Regions from separate parts of the Sus scrofa genome. Here all the other regions are linked to region 1. A link is a contact called in public HiChIP or PLAC-seq data. All regions are on one chromosome and are shown on one strand. Each heading gives the region's core, a stretch centred on a gene start, on an enhancer-like site or on the middle of the called end of the contact. The rest is flanking DNA. Distances are from core to core; before and after follow the strand shown.

The links. HiChIP or PLAC-seq counts read pairs in DNA pulled down with a chosen protein or histone mark.
Region 2: a contact with region 1 is called in an H3K27ac HiChIP or PLAC-seq map of alveolar macrophages. The contact joins the promoter of EGFR here to the promoter of SEC61G in region 1. A contact is called at or near these places in 8 of 47 Hi-C or Micro-C datasets (embryonic fibroblasts, fetal liver, liver and 4 more) and 2 of 2 datasets of contacts at active chromatin or transcription factors (alveolar macrophages and skeletal muscle).
Region 3: an H3K27ac HiChIP or PLAC-seq map of alveolar macrophages shows a contact between it and region 1. The contact joins the enhancer-like site here to the promoter of SEC61G in region 1. A contact is called at or near these places in 12 of 47 Hi-C or Micro-C datasets (alveolar macrophages, embryonic fibroblasts, epiblast stem cells and 7 more) and 2 of 2 datasets of contacts at active chromatin or transcription factors (alveolar macrophages and skeletal muscle).

Annotation. Positions count from the first base shown.
Region 1 is chr9:139,134,335-139,139,146 of Sscrofa11.1, reverse strand. It overlaps SEC61G (protein transport protein Sec61 subunit gamma), which reads left to right and starts at 3,316. Exons shown (of 4, transcript XM_021063933.1): 1 at 3,316-3,778.
Region 2 is chr9:139,299,297-139,304,256 of Sscrofa11.1, reverse strand. EGFR (epidermal growth factor receptor) reads right to left here and starts at 1,847. Exons shown (of 28, transcript NM_214007.1): 1 at 1,647-1,847. The coding sequence starts at 1,734.
Region 3 is chr9:139,378,179-139,382,615 of Sscrofa11.1, reverse strand. The region is part of intron 1 of EGFR (epidermal growth factor receptor); the gene reads right to left. Among named protein-coding and RNA genes, the nearest start is that of EGFR, 78 kb to the right of the region's middle. Within about 2 kb of position 3,010, at least 18 of the 83 cell types and tissues checked have an H3K27ac peak or open chromatin away from gene starts, as enhancers often do. A contact at or near this core is called in alveolar macrophages, where this site is marked.

The sequences.
Region 1 (4,812 bases), core at 2,067-4,566:
GTAAATAAGAGTTCAATAAAATTGACATGAGGGTCATAGTTTTATAAAACTATGTACCATTTTACACTCCTACCAACAGCTATAAGAGTTCTGATTAAACTGTACTTAACGTCCAGATTTGATGTGGTCCATCTTTTGAAGCATTCTCATGTGCAGTAGTATCTTGCAGCTTGATATACTATATTCTCATTATCATTTAGTTCAAATTATTTTCTAACTTCCCTCCTGATTTCTTCTTGACTCTTTGGATTTTCTTTTATTTAGAAGTCTGTTATTTAACTTTCAAAATAGTTGGGATTTTTTCCTAGGTATCTTGCCGTTAGAGATTTATATTTTAATTCCACAGTGGTCAGAAAAAAGCAATGTGTGATTGAAATATTTTCTTATACAAGACTTGTTTTATAACCCAGTATGGCCTATCTTGGTAAAGTTACCATGTGCACTTGAAAATAATGTATGTTTACGGTTTGGGGGAGAAAGTGCTTCACTTGTAGACTAATTCAGATTTTTTTTTTCTTTTTGCCGATTTTCTTTTTTATCTAATGCTATAAATTGCTGAAAAAGACTGTTAAAATCTCCCTCTTATTTGTAGAGTTGACCTTTGTTATTTTTTTATTTGTATTTTTTGTCTTTGCCTTTTCTAGGGTGGCTCCCATGACATATGGAGGTTCCCAGGCTAGGGGTCTAATCGGAGCTATCGCCGCCGGCCTACACCTGAGCCACAGCAACGCGAGATCCAAGCCGCACCTGTGACCTACACCACAGCTCACGGCACGCTGGATCCTTAACCCACTGAGCAAGGCCAGGAACTAAACCACAACCTCATGGTTCCTAGTTGGATTCATTAACCACTGCACCACGACGGGAACTCCAACTTTTTGTTAATTATTGTTTCATGTATTTTGAAGCTCAGTTATTAGGGACACACAAATTTATAACTGATATACCTTTTTGATGAAGGGTAAACCTCTTATCATTATCAAAATGCCCCCCTTTTTATCTTCAGTAGTTCCTATGTTAAAGTCTACATTATCTAATATTGTCAGATGTCAGCAAATCCTGGTACCAAATTCTGACGAAGTCTTCTTACTGTTTGTACTTCCATCTACTTGCTTGCAACCTACGTGTCGTCCTATTCACAGTGTGTTTATGCAATCAGCATAGAGTTAAATCTTAGTGTTTTTTAAAATCACTTTGACCTCTGTTTTGTTGTTGTTGTTGTTGTTGTTGTTGGGCTGAGCTCACAGCATGTGGAAGTTCTGGGACCAGGGACTGAACCTGAGCCACAGCAGTACCCAGAGCCACAGCAATGACACCACCAGGTTCTCAGCCTGCCGAGTCACCAGGGAGCTCCCCGAGGTGTTTTTTTAAGGGGACTCTTTAAATATAAAAATTATATTTAGATGTAATGAGATTATAGATGTGGTTATATTTGTTTTTCTGTTTTATTTGTTTGGTATTTTGGACTGCTTTGTTTTTCATTTTGCTCTCTTCTTCCTTTCCTACCTTCTTTTAGGTTAACTGTGTATTTCTCCGAGCACCATTCTGATACATGACGGATTTTTCAGCTTTACAGCTTTGCAATTTTAATTTATTTTAGCGTTGGATTCTTAACATAGTCCTACTAGCATACCACTTCATGAGAAATATAAGAATGTTGCAGTGGTGTAGTTCCACTCTCCCCTTCCCCAGGAAAGGCTGTGTTGCACTTGTATAACATTTGGTATTTCCAAATCTACATGCATAAGTTCTGAATTCAAGGAGGAACTCTAATCACTTACACGTGAAGATATATGTGTGTATGCGTGTGTGTATATATATATATTCATTTAAATATCAGGGCTATAAAGGGTCAGCGTGGCGGCCATAATATAAGTATGTTGGGGCGATGGACATAGCTTTCTTTCCAGGTAAGAGCCGAGGTTTTCCAGGTATGTGATGAAATGATTTCAGGTTTTTGTTCCATGTCACAGAAAAACACTGGAGCCTGTGGACACTTACTTCACAGGATATTTGACTACAGGATGTGTTGGGATTGAAGCAGAGTAGAAATTTTTCAAAGCAGGGGTCTGTGACACACATCTTCTCTTAGCCTAACAAAGGAGCATGACCAGGGCACCACAGGAATAAAGGCAGTTCAGGACCAGCTGAGTGCTGAGTTCACATGTGTGAAAGCGTCAGTTCCTAAAGTAAAGTTTCTAATATCTACACGTCCAGATAGTCTGATTGAGTGGGTTGGGTCAGGAATCTATATTTTACAGAGTGTCCACACACTGTCCTGAGGGTGGTCCATACTGATGGCAAAATTCATAGGGAACTCTGCCTCAGTTTTAAGAATGTTAAGACTTTTCTGGACAGACTGGCGTGTCTGAGTTACTCCTCATTCCTAGGCCTTTAGCCCAGGTGACATCTGCGGAGAGGCCTGCAGTGACCTTGATTCCGCCCTCTCCACAACCCCCTCTTTAGTTGCCATGTAGCTTCCTTCATAATCATTTTGTTCTCTTGTTCCCCTCCCTACCCTGCGCGTTCCCTTACAAGACCATGATAGGAGGGTATGACAAGTCTGGCTTATCCAGAACACCTAGTAGAGCGTTATACACAGTAGATGCTCGATAAATAATGGTCAAAAGAGCTTTTCATTTTAAAAACACAGGATCACAGGCTGACAAGTTCACCAGTGACCACCTTGTGTCCGTGTCTGCAAATCCACACATAACACACACATGTTGTTCTAAGTCCCCAGTGCAAATCCAGAGAACCCCAAATGACGGCCTCAGCCCAGCGGAAGTCCCAGGACGGCACGGAGGAAGGCCAGGTTTGGGGTGGGAGACCGTCTCCCGTTAGGTCTGTCATAGAAAACACCACGTTGCTTATAGTTTCACTTCGACTAATAAAATTAAATACGCGTTGCTGTGGCTCTGGCGTAGGCCGGCGGCTACAGCTCCGATTCGACCCCTAGCCTGGGACCCTCCATAGGCCGCGGGAGCGGCCCAAGAAATGGCAAAAAAAAAAAAAGACAAAAAAAAAAAATTTAAGTAAAATTAAATACAAAAAGTCACCGCCCGCGACGAAGCCCATAGGAGCCAATGGCCCGACCGCTGGGCCTTCCAGCAAAGGTGACCCGATCGAGAAGCAACCAGCCGTGAGCAGGCCAGGCCACGCGTGCCCCGGCCCCCGACCTGCCCACACTGCGGAGGGCCCGCGAGCACGCCCCGCCCACAGTGGGAGGGCCTGCGAGCACGCCCCGCCCCACGACCCGCGGTCAAGGGAGGGCCTGCGAGCGTGCCCCACCCGTGCCCCGCCCACACCGCCCCCGGGGCCTCAGCCGCACTCCGTGCGCAGGTCCGAGAGCAGGGCCTAGGCGTCCGACTGCGCCTGCGCGCCCACGTCGCTCCAATGGGCCAATGAAACGGAGGGGTGGGCGGGTGGTAGCCGGGCCGGCTTCCGGTTCCGGTGGGCGTCTGCGTACTCTTGTGTTACTTGTCTCTGGAGCCGGAGCCGGCGGTGGGTCGGTGGGGTTGGGTCTGGCGCCCACCCGGCGGAGGGCCTAGGAGCACGCCCCGCCCACGCTGCACCCGGAGCGTTGGCCACACTGTGCGTGCCCGTCAGCGAGAGAGGCCGAGGCGTCCTACTGCGGCTGCGCGCTGACGTCGCTCCAATGGGCCAATGAACGGAGAGGTGAGCGGGCGGTAGCCGAGCCCGGCTTCCGGTTCCGGTGGGCGTCTGTGTGCGGACTCTTGTGCTACGTGTCTCTAGAGTCGGAGGCGGCGGCGAGAAGGTGAGTTCCCGTGCGGCGGGCGCTGGGGCCACCTGTGGGGGCTAGCGGAGACGGCGGGCGTGGGCCAGCCCTCCGGCCGCCTTCCTGCAGGGCGTCGGGGACGAGGCCCCCAGGCTGAGCTCTGGCCCCGGGCGGGGCGTTGCATCCCCGCCTCGGCCACCCGTGCGGGGTCGCTTTCGGCGGAGGGTCCCGCGGGGCTTGCGTCTGGGGCGGTGGGGCGGAGTGACCGGGAGAGCGCAGTCCCGGCCTGTGGGATGGGAGGGTGGGGCTGGGCCGGGGGATCCTACTGGGTTTCAGGCCGCTTCCCTGATGCTCGGTGCAGAGGGCTGGGTGTTGTGCGTTGTGTTTGGAGAAAGGGCCCTTCGGTTTCATCGCCGAGGACAGGTGTGTAGGAGGGACCCAGCGTAGCTGGCCCAGGATGTTCGTAGAGTTCCTAGCGTGCTTTAGTGTTTCATATGCATTATTCCACAGTGGGTGAGAGAACTGGGCCTGGAGAGGCTGAAAAAAGGGAAGAAAGGGATTTGAACCACCACCTTCTCTTACGGGTGGCATTCATTCATTCATTCATTCATTCTGCAGAAATTTATAGAGTATTTGTGTGCCTGGCCTCTGCCGCAAGCACTAGAAATAAAGTACCAACAGTGAGCTGGCTTCCTTAGCTCTATACCGGGTGGCCCTGCTCTTCTGCAATAGGGTTCTCAAAAGAAACTATGTGGTAAAACATGTAGCCCTTTTTCCTTAAAAGGTGTGTCCACATGTAAAGATTTAGAGTTTAGCTGATAGCTTCTCAGAACCTGGATATCTGTTCAGCCAGTCTTTGGAATTTGAAAATTTTGTACCTAGTAGTCCATGGACTCTTCAAGTGTTGTTTGGCCGAGGTTTGGAACAATCTGAACCACATTTGTCTCCACTCTAGACTTGCAGCACCACAGTTGACATTCACCTCACTGGACACTGGTGTCTGTGGAGTTTATAATAAAATGTAGGAAGTACTTACTGAGTCCTGATGCTGTTAGTTCCTCCTCAGAAGGAAG
Region 2 (4,960 bases), core at 598-3,097, 170 kb before region 1:
ATTCTGTTTTAAACAAATACGGGATTAACAGGCAAATTAAGTGGTATTTATATTTTTCTTAGAAACAAATCTCCAAGCGGTAACAGCAGTGTTCAAAGGGGTACCAGCGGAGAGCTGCGGGCTCTTCTGGAGAAAGGTGGTGCTTTGGAGATGCTCCAACACTTTAATTTAAAATAAGGATGCCCCCACCCCCAACAGCCTGGGGCTCACAGCAGGGAGCAGCAGGGCCCCTGCTGCTCAAAGGACCCTGCGGTCAACTATCTCAGGAGCAGGACCACAGCCTTGGGCTCACAGCAGGGAGCAGCAGGGCCTCGAGACCCGTCAGGAGACGCTTTCAGTGAAAAGAGGCATATGCCTGGTCACTCATACCATCCCTCACCTCCTCTTTCCCATATTTTGCAAGGTTGTTAAAACTCCAGTGGTTCTGAAAGAGCTTTTGACCCTTGCAGGTAATCACTTCAGGGATTTCACCTCCATGGCCAGTGAGATCCACGCCTGGCTGCCCAGCAGAAGCACCTGAGGAGCTTTTCAAAATCCAGATGCCTCAGTCTCATCCCAGACCAGTGAAATTAGGCAGTCTGGGGGTGGGAGCCAGACAAGGTGTCTTGTTTCGTTTTAAATCCCAACCGATTCTAATTTGCAGCCAAGTTTGGGGTGCACTGCTTTAGGACTTACTGCTCCCCCCACCATCGCACTCAGCACCAAACCCTGTCTCGCTGTGCCAGTGACATCAACAGCAAGTACAGACCTGACTCTTGGAACCCCGGCTGCTTGAGTCTGAAATTGTGCAATTAAACCTTCTCAGGCATGTTTCTCATGTCAAGTGGGTTTATGGTCGGTAGTCACGAAGCCAGACTCGCTCATGTTTGGTCTGGACATTTGGCCCACGTGAACCACGGACATCAATCCGGTTTTTTTTTTTTTTAAAGTTTAATATTTTGGTTGGCCTGATGTCAAATTCTTCAAAAAGCTAAAAGACACATCCCAGAGAGAGAAATCTCTAGATTTTGAGGAGGAACGCTTGCTGTGAGCCATATTTTGAAACTGTGGGGACCCGGCCGGCCCGGATGCGTCCCGCCCCTGGACCGTTCGCCCCAGAACTGGCCCTCCTGCCGCGGCCGCTCCCACCGCCCCGTCCCTTCCACTGCGAAGCGCGGACACGCCGCCCAAGGGCTGCAAGAGGGGACAAATCTCGGGAGTCCCGGGAAGTGGCTACTCGCCGCCCGAGGGATGCGGACGGCGGGAGGCGCTGCGGGACGCGGAGGGGCGGTGGGGCCGGAGGACCTCTGGCCTCCCGGTCCCGAAGCGCAGGTGGCCAGTGCCCGGAACGAGCTCTCGAGCCTCTGGGTCAAGGCCGCGCCAGGAGAGGGGTCGGGGAGCTGGCTCCGGCGTGGGGCGCGGGTGCGGGGCCGGGCGCGGAGGGCCGCTCGGGTCCCGGGGTCCGGGCACGGGCCCCGCGTCCCGCCTGCGCCGCCCCCCAGCCCGGCGCACCGCGGGCGCACGTGCGGGGACGCGCTCGCCGGGGCGTCCACCCCGCGGGGGCCGGGAGGGCGGAAGGGAAGCGGCGCTCGGGCTCCTCGGCCCGCCGCGCCCGAGGCTGCGCGGCCGCCTGAGGACGGGCGGGACGGCGGCGCGGTCGCCCCTACCTTTCTTCTCCTCCAGCGCCGGACTCGCCTGGAAGTGCGCGGCCAGCAGCGCCAGGAGCGCGGCGCCGCCCGCCCAGGAGCGTCGCATCGCGCGGGGCTCGGCGCTCGGTCGGGACGCAGCGATGGCCGGGGCGCGGGGCGCGGGCTCGGCGGCCGGAGCGGACGGGGATCGCGCGGGCCGCGGGCGTGAGCTCCGAGCCGGGGCGGAGGCTGCGCGCTGCGCCGGCCGCCCGGACGTCTGGCTCGCGGGGGCGGGGGCGGGGGCGCGGGGAGGCCGGGCTCGAGGAGGAGGGACCGGGAGGAGGGGCGGGCGGCGCGCGGGGCGGAGGAGGCGACAGCGGGAGGAGCGCCGCGCGGGAGCGGGCTGCGGAGCCGAGCCCCGGGAGGACTGCCCCGCGCTGCCCCGCCGGCAGGGCAGGTCCTCGCCCACTTGCCTGCTGCTGGCGACCTGACCTTCCTGGAGCCACCTTTGCCCCCGGGTTGCCCATTCCCCTCCGCCGTCCTCCAAGTTGCAGAGCAGACGTGTCCCGGCGCGGAGCAGACCGAGCCTTCTGCCCAAGGCCGGATGCTGGCCCAGCGGGGGAGACCACTGTTTAATTGTGGCCCCAACTTCTCTGAGCACCTCGGGATCCCAGGGCGGGTCAGAGGCTGGCCTGGCGGCAGAGGCGCCCCCTGGCCTCTGAGATGCACTCAAGTCCCAGGGTCCTTCAGGTCCCGTCAAGCACCCTTGAAATCATCTGAAATAAGGACTCCCACCTCTAGCACAGATTCTGGCCTTGGGGAAATGTTTGTTGAGTGAATGCATAGGCACCAAAGGAGCCCGCAGCATTTCATGGGCCGTGCACCAGCGAGCAGTACTTGAAAGACGAATGATTGCAGGAAATCACTTCAAAAAAGTCAAGCACTTAGAATAAAGGCTTAGCACACACACTAGCTGTGGGCCCCCCTGCCTGAAGACAACCACGCTGCAACTCTGACAGGAGAAAAGCCGGGGAAACCTACTCAGGATTCGGCCAGAAGAAAGCCGGCTTTCTCGGGCTGCAGGAAGGTTTTAGCTAAATGCTTCCAGCAAAGCCCGCCCTGCCCTACTCCTCCTCCTCCTTCAGGACAGATGTCTTCTGCCTGTCTACAGCCGACTCCCTCTCCCACAAGACCCATTGTGACTTCTCGCGGGCCTTCAGCTCTGGTTGGCCCCACCTTTTAAGCAGGAATCATAAACCTGCAGTAAGTGGAGCTAAAGCAGGGCCTTTCCTACATGTGGGGGAGCAAAGCTTTGCATCTTTCCTTACCGAGCATTGGGTCCGTGGAACTTTAAGATGAGAATCATTTGTGTTTGTTTCTTTGTTTTAAGGAAGTCCCTTCATCCATTTAAGGATGAAGAAGGCTTTGTAGGTTCTGCAGGCCATGGCTTTGGTCCCTCCACGCTCTTCAAACGAAGGCAGAAATGGTCTGTAAAGAAAAGCGCCACCTGCTAGAGAAGGGCACCAAAGTGACAGCAGTGGGCAGAGGACGCAGCCAGGGTGTGTCTTGTAGCTCATCTGCTCACAGGAGTTCCACACATTTACCCAACAAGGGCCACAGATGGGGTCCTAAGCCTTTATAAAGGAAACATTTGTGTGGTAGCACAAATCGAACTGTCCGTGTGTTAAAACACCAAGCTACTGAAGCTACAGTGACTTTTTAAGCATGCATAAGAATTTCTCCCATGAGTCCCACAAAAGAAGTCAGTGTGTAAAGCCTTCAGGGTTCTGGAGTTCCTGCTGTGGGGAAGTGGGTTAAGAATCCTACAGTGTCTCTGTGGCAGCTGAGTGTGTGCTGTGGCTGGGGTTCAACCCCTGGCCTGGGAACTTCCATATGCCAGTAGTGTGGGAAAAAAAAAAAAAAAAAAAAAAAGAAAGACTTTAGGGTTCTCACGAACCACTTCTTTGTAATCAACAGCCGTCATGGTGCCGTCCTGGTACAATGGCCGTCCTGTGACCTGATAGCGTCTCAAGAAGCAGAGCTCCCTGTAAACTATTATTTGAGGAGGCAGTGTGACACTCCAGGCACACAAGCCAGTACGAGACTGGTCCCAGTGACTGGAGAGGAACAGGCCCACTCAGCATCTTCCTGGGACGTGCATGTGAATATTGAGTTGCTCCTCAAACTTGTGGAGCTTGTGATGGGAGAGGTGACATTCAGGATGACTTTATGCTCCTTGACAGGTAGCAGAGTGTACTCATAAATGCGTTGCTTGTTAAGTAAAAGCCGTGTGGCTGAGCTGGCAGAAATGGCATCCTCTTGAGAGAGCAGAGCTCTGCCCAGACCGGACCCTGCACAGAGGAGGTCCAGGCAACCAGCCTCTGCAGAAAGTGATCCCAGGTCCCCTCCTGGGCCATATCCCAGGCAAAAGCTACCACCAGCACCACCCCCAGCAGCAGCCCTGACTCCACTGTACTGATCAGAAATTAACTTACCTGACCACCCATGAGCTAGGTTGTGCTTTTGTCTGCAAGATGATGCTGTGGCTGAGGAAGGTTAAATAAATAACTTGCCCAAAGCCCCAAAGCATCCTTGCTAGTCCTGAGGCCAGCCGGAAACCCAGACCCTGGCTGTGTGCTTCAGCTCTCTCGTATTTCAACTTTTCTAAGCCTGAGGCACATGGAGACTTCAGGCTCCCAGATTCTATTTCAGAATGTCTTGGAAACTTTTTGGAGAATTTACAACCAAAATTTTCACTTAGCCAAAAAACTCCCAGTAAAGCATCCATGCACACCAAGTATGTACTGAGACTCTAGGATTTCCCACGGTAAATCTCCTGTGAGCTATCCATTTTCATAACACAGGCTGTTCATTACTTTGCCAGCTACAAATAGGAATCTTTTTTCCCCTCCTTTGATAAGGAGTTCTCTTTGAAGAGGTTTCTGAGTATTTTAAATAAGAGTTTAATCCCTTCTAGAAGGAGCATGGCAGCGAATCCCCTGAAACCACACGCCTGTGGAAGAGGGGAGAAGCTGGAGTTACTGGGCTGGGTGAGGATAGGAGGGCTGCAAATATTTTAAGTTCCATTTTAGGCAAAAGGCATCTGACCACCTGTTTCTCTGCCCTTTGAGGTCAAAGCCAGTGTTGAAGAGGAAAAACACCGGAATGGCAGTTTTCAGAATTTAAAAAATTACCTTTTATGACCTACTGGAGTTATCTAAGAGTGGGATGAGCGACCTCGGAGAGGAATGTTTTCCATCCTTAGATTTGCAGGCAGAGGCAGTGCTCAGGCAGCCTGTAAGTTAAGGGCTAGACTAGATCCCTTCCAAACCTGAAATTCTATGAGAACATGC
Region 3 (4,437 bases), core at 1,761-4,260, 240 kb before region 1:
AAAAAGGAAAAGGAAAACCAAAAACAAAACAGTATCTTTGAAGCTCAATAAAGCAAAGTGCAATAAAATGATGTCTGCCCATATCTGTAAACCCTGGCACACTTAATACACTGATTTCATCTCTGAGATTTTTTTTTTTTAAAAAGTCATTAGCCTATTTTCTTCTATCAGAAATGTTCTAGTTATACAGTTGAAAATGGAGCTCCTTCCTCTTTGTTTTACTTTTTTTTTTAATTCCACATCTGTTCACAGAAGTTGGCAGAAGACCCTGGGAGGACTGTGAAATCGTGCTTTCTCACAGGGGATCCTGGGAGGGGGAACATGATTGTCAGCAGAGGGCGCCTCCCCCCAGCCGCACCTCAGCGCAGGCACAGCCTCCTGAGGCTGCCCCGAGTCTCAGGAGAGGCACAGCTGGTGACACCCGGACACCCCTGGCCCAAGAGAGTGGCTTTGACAGCAGCTCTCCAGGCTGCTAAGTGCAAAAGACTCTTTTTTTCTACCTGGCGCCTGAATTTGTCCTGTGCCTCTGGGACCCAGTGTCCTGCTCAGCTCTTTGAAGCAACGACTTTGTCTTTTCACAGTGAGGGGCACTGCCCTGACTTTCAAGGTTTGTACCATCACGCTGATGTCCGACGCTGAAGGCCAGATGGGGGCTGCTGATTCCTAAAAGAATGTAGCACTTAAAAAAAAAAAAAAAATCACCCACTCCACAGTCTAAAACCAAAGGAGTCAGATGGGGTCACGCTACCCCGGGACGGCCACCTGTTAAATCATCTGAAAGGCCCATGTAATTGATGAGACGTGGGGAAGAGCAAGCCCAGTCTTCACAGCGTTCTGGGCACGGGGTTGCCAGCAGCTGAATTCCAGAGAGTAACTCAGCAGAGGGATGTGGACAAGGCGACATGTGCGCGTGTGAGCAGAGCAGTCGAGAGTCCCTAAAGTGACCTCTGGGAGGCCACACAGGCTCCCTCCCCGTGCCTCCTGCAGAGACCAGGGTTCTGGCGGCCGCCACATGGCCCAGGAGTCAGAAGACTCAGCGAGACAGCCGTCCACGAACTCTTCCTGGGTTCCTGTGGTCAGAGGTTATTTCAGTACTTCCTGACCCTTTTATCAAGTGAGAAAACCGAAGCTTCCAATCACAAAGAGATGACAGCTTGCCATCGCACACAGGGCCAGGTGTACCTGTGTTTGTTTCAAGTAATTTAATTATTTCGTTTGTTTAGTGTTGGAGGAACACGTTCTTTGATGCAAAATTGGGACTACAGATGAGCAAACAGCGGAAGACAGACAAAACCGAGGGTCCTCATAGGGTACTCAGACTTCCGGATCCTTTTCTTTTCTTTTTAGGGCTGCACCTGCGGCATATGGTTGTTCCCAGGCTAGGGGTGGAACTGGAGCTACAGCTGCTGGCCTGCACCACAGCCACAGCCACAGCCACAGCCATGCCAGATCCTTAACACACTGAGCAGGGTCAGGGATCACACCCGCATCCTCATGGATACTAGTCTGGCTCAGGTTCATTACCCCCGAGCCACAACAGGAACTCCTCAGAATTCTTCCTATGCATACATGTTAGACAGGGAATTTATTTATAAAAATATGACTTTACTACACTTGCCTTGGTTCATTTAATACACTGCCAAGTTTAAATTTAAAAAAAAAATGTTTTTGGTCACACCCACAGCATGTGGAAGGTTTTTATTTTAGTAAGTATCTACAATTTTTTTTTTTTTTTTTACTGGCTGAGGAGTATTTCATCATATAGAGTCAAGTTATATAGTCAACCAATCCTTGAGTGTTGGAAGGCCATGCGTGTTTTTAGGTCTTTAGAAATATGCTGTTAAGCCAGCACACTCCCAGTAGGAAAACAGGACTGGTCCCCGCCCCCGGTCCCAGCCAGGCCACAAATTGTTTATTCTGAGAAACACAGCCTGTTTAGGTGTTGGAAAAAACTCAACGACCTTTCCATTTCTAATAAAGCTACCTGCACCATCATTTTTTAAATAAAGGAGATTCTTTGCTCCAGCGACCACACCCCAAGGCAAAGGGCAGCTGGGGGTCTGCGCTGGAAGAGACACCACCTTTAAATGTTAGCAGCAGGATCTCAGAACAGATTCTCATTATACTTGTAATTTTTTCAAACTTCTTATAAAATAAATTCTTCCTAATTAGAAAAAATAACAGAGTCAATATCACTTTTGAAGTTCCAGAGAAGACCAAGGCTACAAAAGGGGACAGGCAGGGCTAAAAGCTGCTTCAAAGGGGCTCAGGTGAACACGAATATGGCTCATTTCTTTTCACAAACTGGATTGTCCTACGGATGCTGGTGCAAAGCACAGACTACATCTTGGCCGCGGCTCAATGGCCACACTGACCTAGTGCCATCTGCTTGCTGCTGTGCAGGGCTGCTGGGTGACTGTGGATAGGACACGGGGTTTGTGGGCCTCGAGACTCGCGCATCCAAAATTAGGCACAGCGTGAAAGCGAACACGTGGAATGACAAGCAAATCACAAGACGTTCTCCTTACGCAAATTTCATAAACCAGGAGGCCCTGCCAGCAGCCTGCAAGGCCCACCCGGGGCCTCGGAAGGGCTCTGCGCAGGAGCTGTACAGGAACTCCCTGTCGGTGAGCAAGGGCAATTTACTTCCCCATTTGCTCTCTGGTGGATATGTGGGCTGGTGAGTTTTGTTTTGCTGCGTTATTATTACCATGGTGGGCGGGAAGTTTGGGGGGAGCTCCGTCAGCTGAGGTCATTCTCACAGGGACCATGTCGCCTTCCTCCCCCCAGGATGTGGAGCCTCAGGCAAGGAGCGGGCAGGAGGCTGGAGCTGGGCACTCCAGGCACGTGCCATCAGGCCCCTCCGGAGATTCTGGGGCGTTTCCCTGCAAGCTACAATTCCAGAACCAGTTATTCAAGCTCCAGAGAGCGCACAGGCTCGGGCCTTGGGAAAGTCGCAGAGTCTCTCTTGATTCCACTTCCTTTTCGGGCAGAGGAGGATGATGACATGCCTCTGGAGGCTGGTGAGGAGCCGGGGTGAGGAACTCACGTTGCAGTCATTCCATTCCACCGGCTCCACTGCACAGCACGCGCAGGGCAGCTTTATTAACATCTCATCTGGGCAGAGCTTCCAGGAACTTCAGGAAGGGAGCGATCAAGCAACACGGCCGCCCTGATGCCCTGCCAGCCTCAGCTGGGCCACGGGCACCCCTCACAGCCGCCCCGGGGCTGGCAGATGCGAACACAGCCCAGACTTGGTCACCATGCAAGGGAGGGGGCCATCTCATTTCCAAGGGAACGTATATGCCAGGGTTCATGACCTTCCTGTCTTCTGAAAGTCAAATATCCATAAATAGAACTCGCTTTTAAGGAACGGGTCATCTCCATCACCTGACTCCCATACAGCTTGATAGAATTTTTACAAAGGAGCCAGGAAACTGAGCATGAATGGCAGAGCCGGCTCGTCCCCACACTATGCTCTCGGGCTTTAGTCCGCGGGCGTGCCAGCTCGACCCACAAGCAGATCTCCACACACACAGGTACGCGCCCCAGGGTTCTGAAGTCCTATCAAGCACTTAGACACAGATAACTGGCTAGAGCGGGAAAATGAGCTTAACTACAAGTTGAAAGTCTTCATTTTATGAAGGATTTACAAAGGAAATGTTACCTAAATCAGCAGAGGAAAAGGGCTAGAAGCTGCAAAAGTGCAGGAGGAATGACAGTGCCCGGCCAAGCACAGCACATGGGGCTCGTGGGCTGGCCTGGCCCCTCGCTACCTGGGCATGGCCAAACGCGTGGAGTCCCGGAGGCGGTGCCCGGGGCCTGGGGAGATGCTGCCGGCTCCAGACAGACGGCCCGCTTCCGAACACAGTAAGTTACCAAAGCCAGCTTTCGGCCTTCACCAGAACCGCGACAGGGGCAGCCCTGGACGCTCTGGAGAGGTGACCCAGAGAGACCGGGCCCAGAAGGAACACCAGAATCCAACCGGGAGGGAAGAGGGGCAGCAGCCTCATCATGAAAAAAATGAACGGTACAGAGTGTTCGTGCAACACTAGCTGCTCATTGTTTTAGAAAACCAGCGTCCAGGGCGCCCCAGAGGCATTTCGGGCTTGGTTCCAGAAGAAGTGAAAACCTAAACCAAGCGAATCAGGCAGAGTTCGCGGGTTCCCGGTGCACATAAAGGTCGTGTTTGCACTCTACTGCCGTCGCCTAGGTGTGCAGGCGCCTCATGCCCCAAGAGCAAAGCACATACCTTAGTTTAAAAATACTCAACTGCTAAAAAACGCAAATCATCCTCTGGGACTTCAGCGAGTGGTCATCTTTGTGCAATAAGAGCATCAGAGACACTATTCACGGGTCACTGTAACAAACCAATAATGACAAAATTCCAAATATTGCAAGAATTACGGGAAGTGACCCAGAGACACAGAGGGAGAA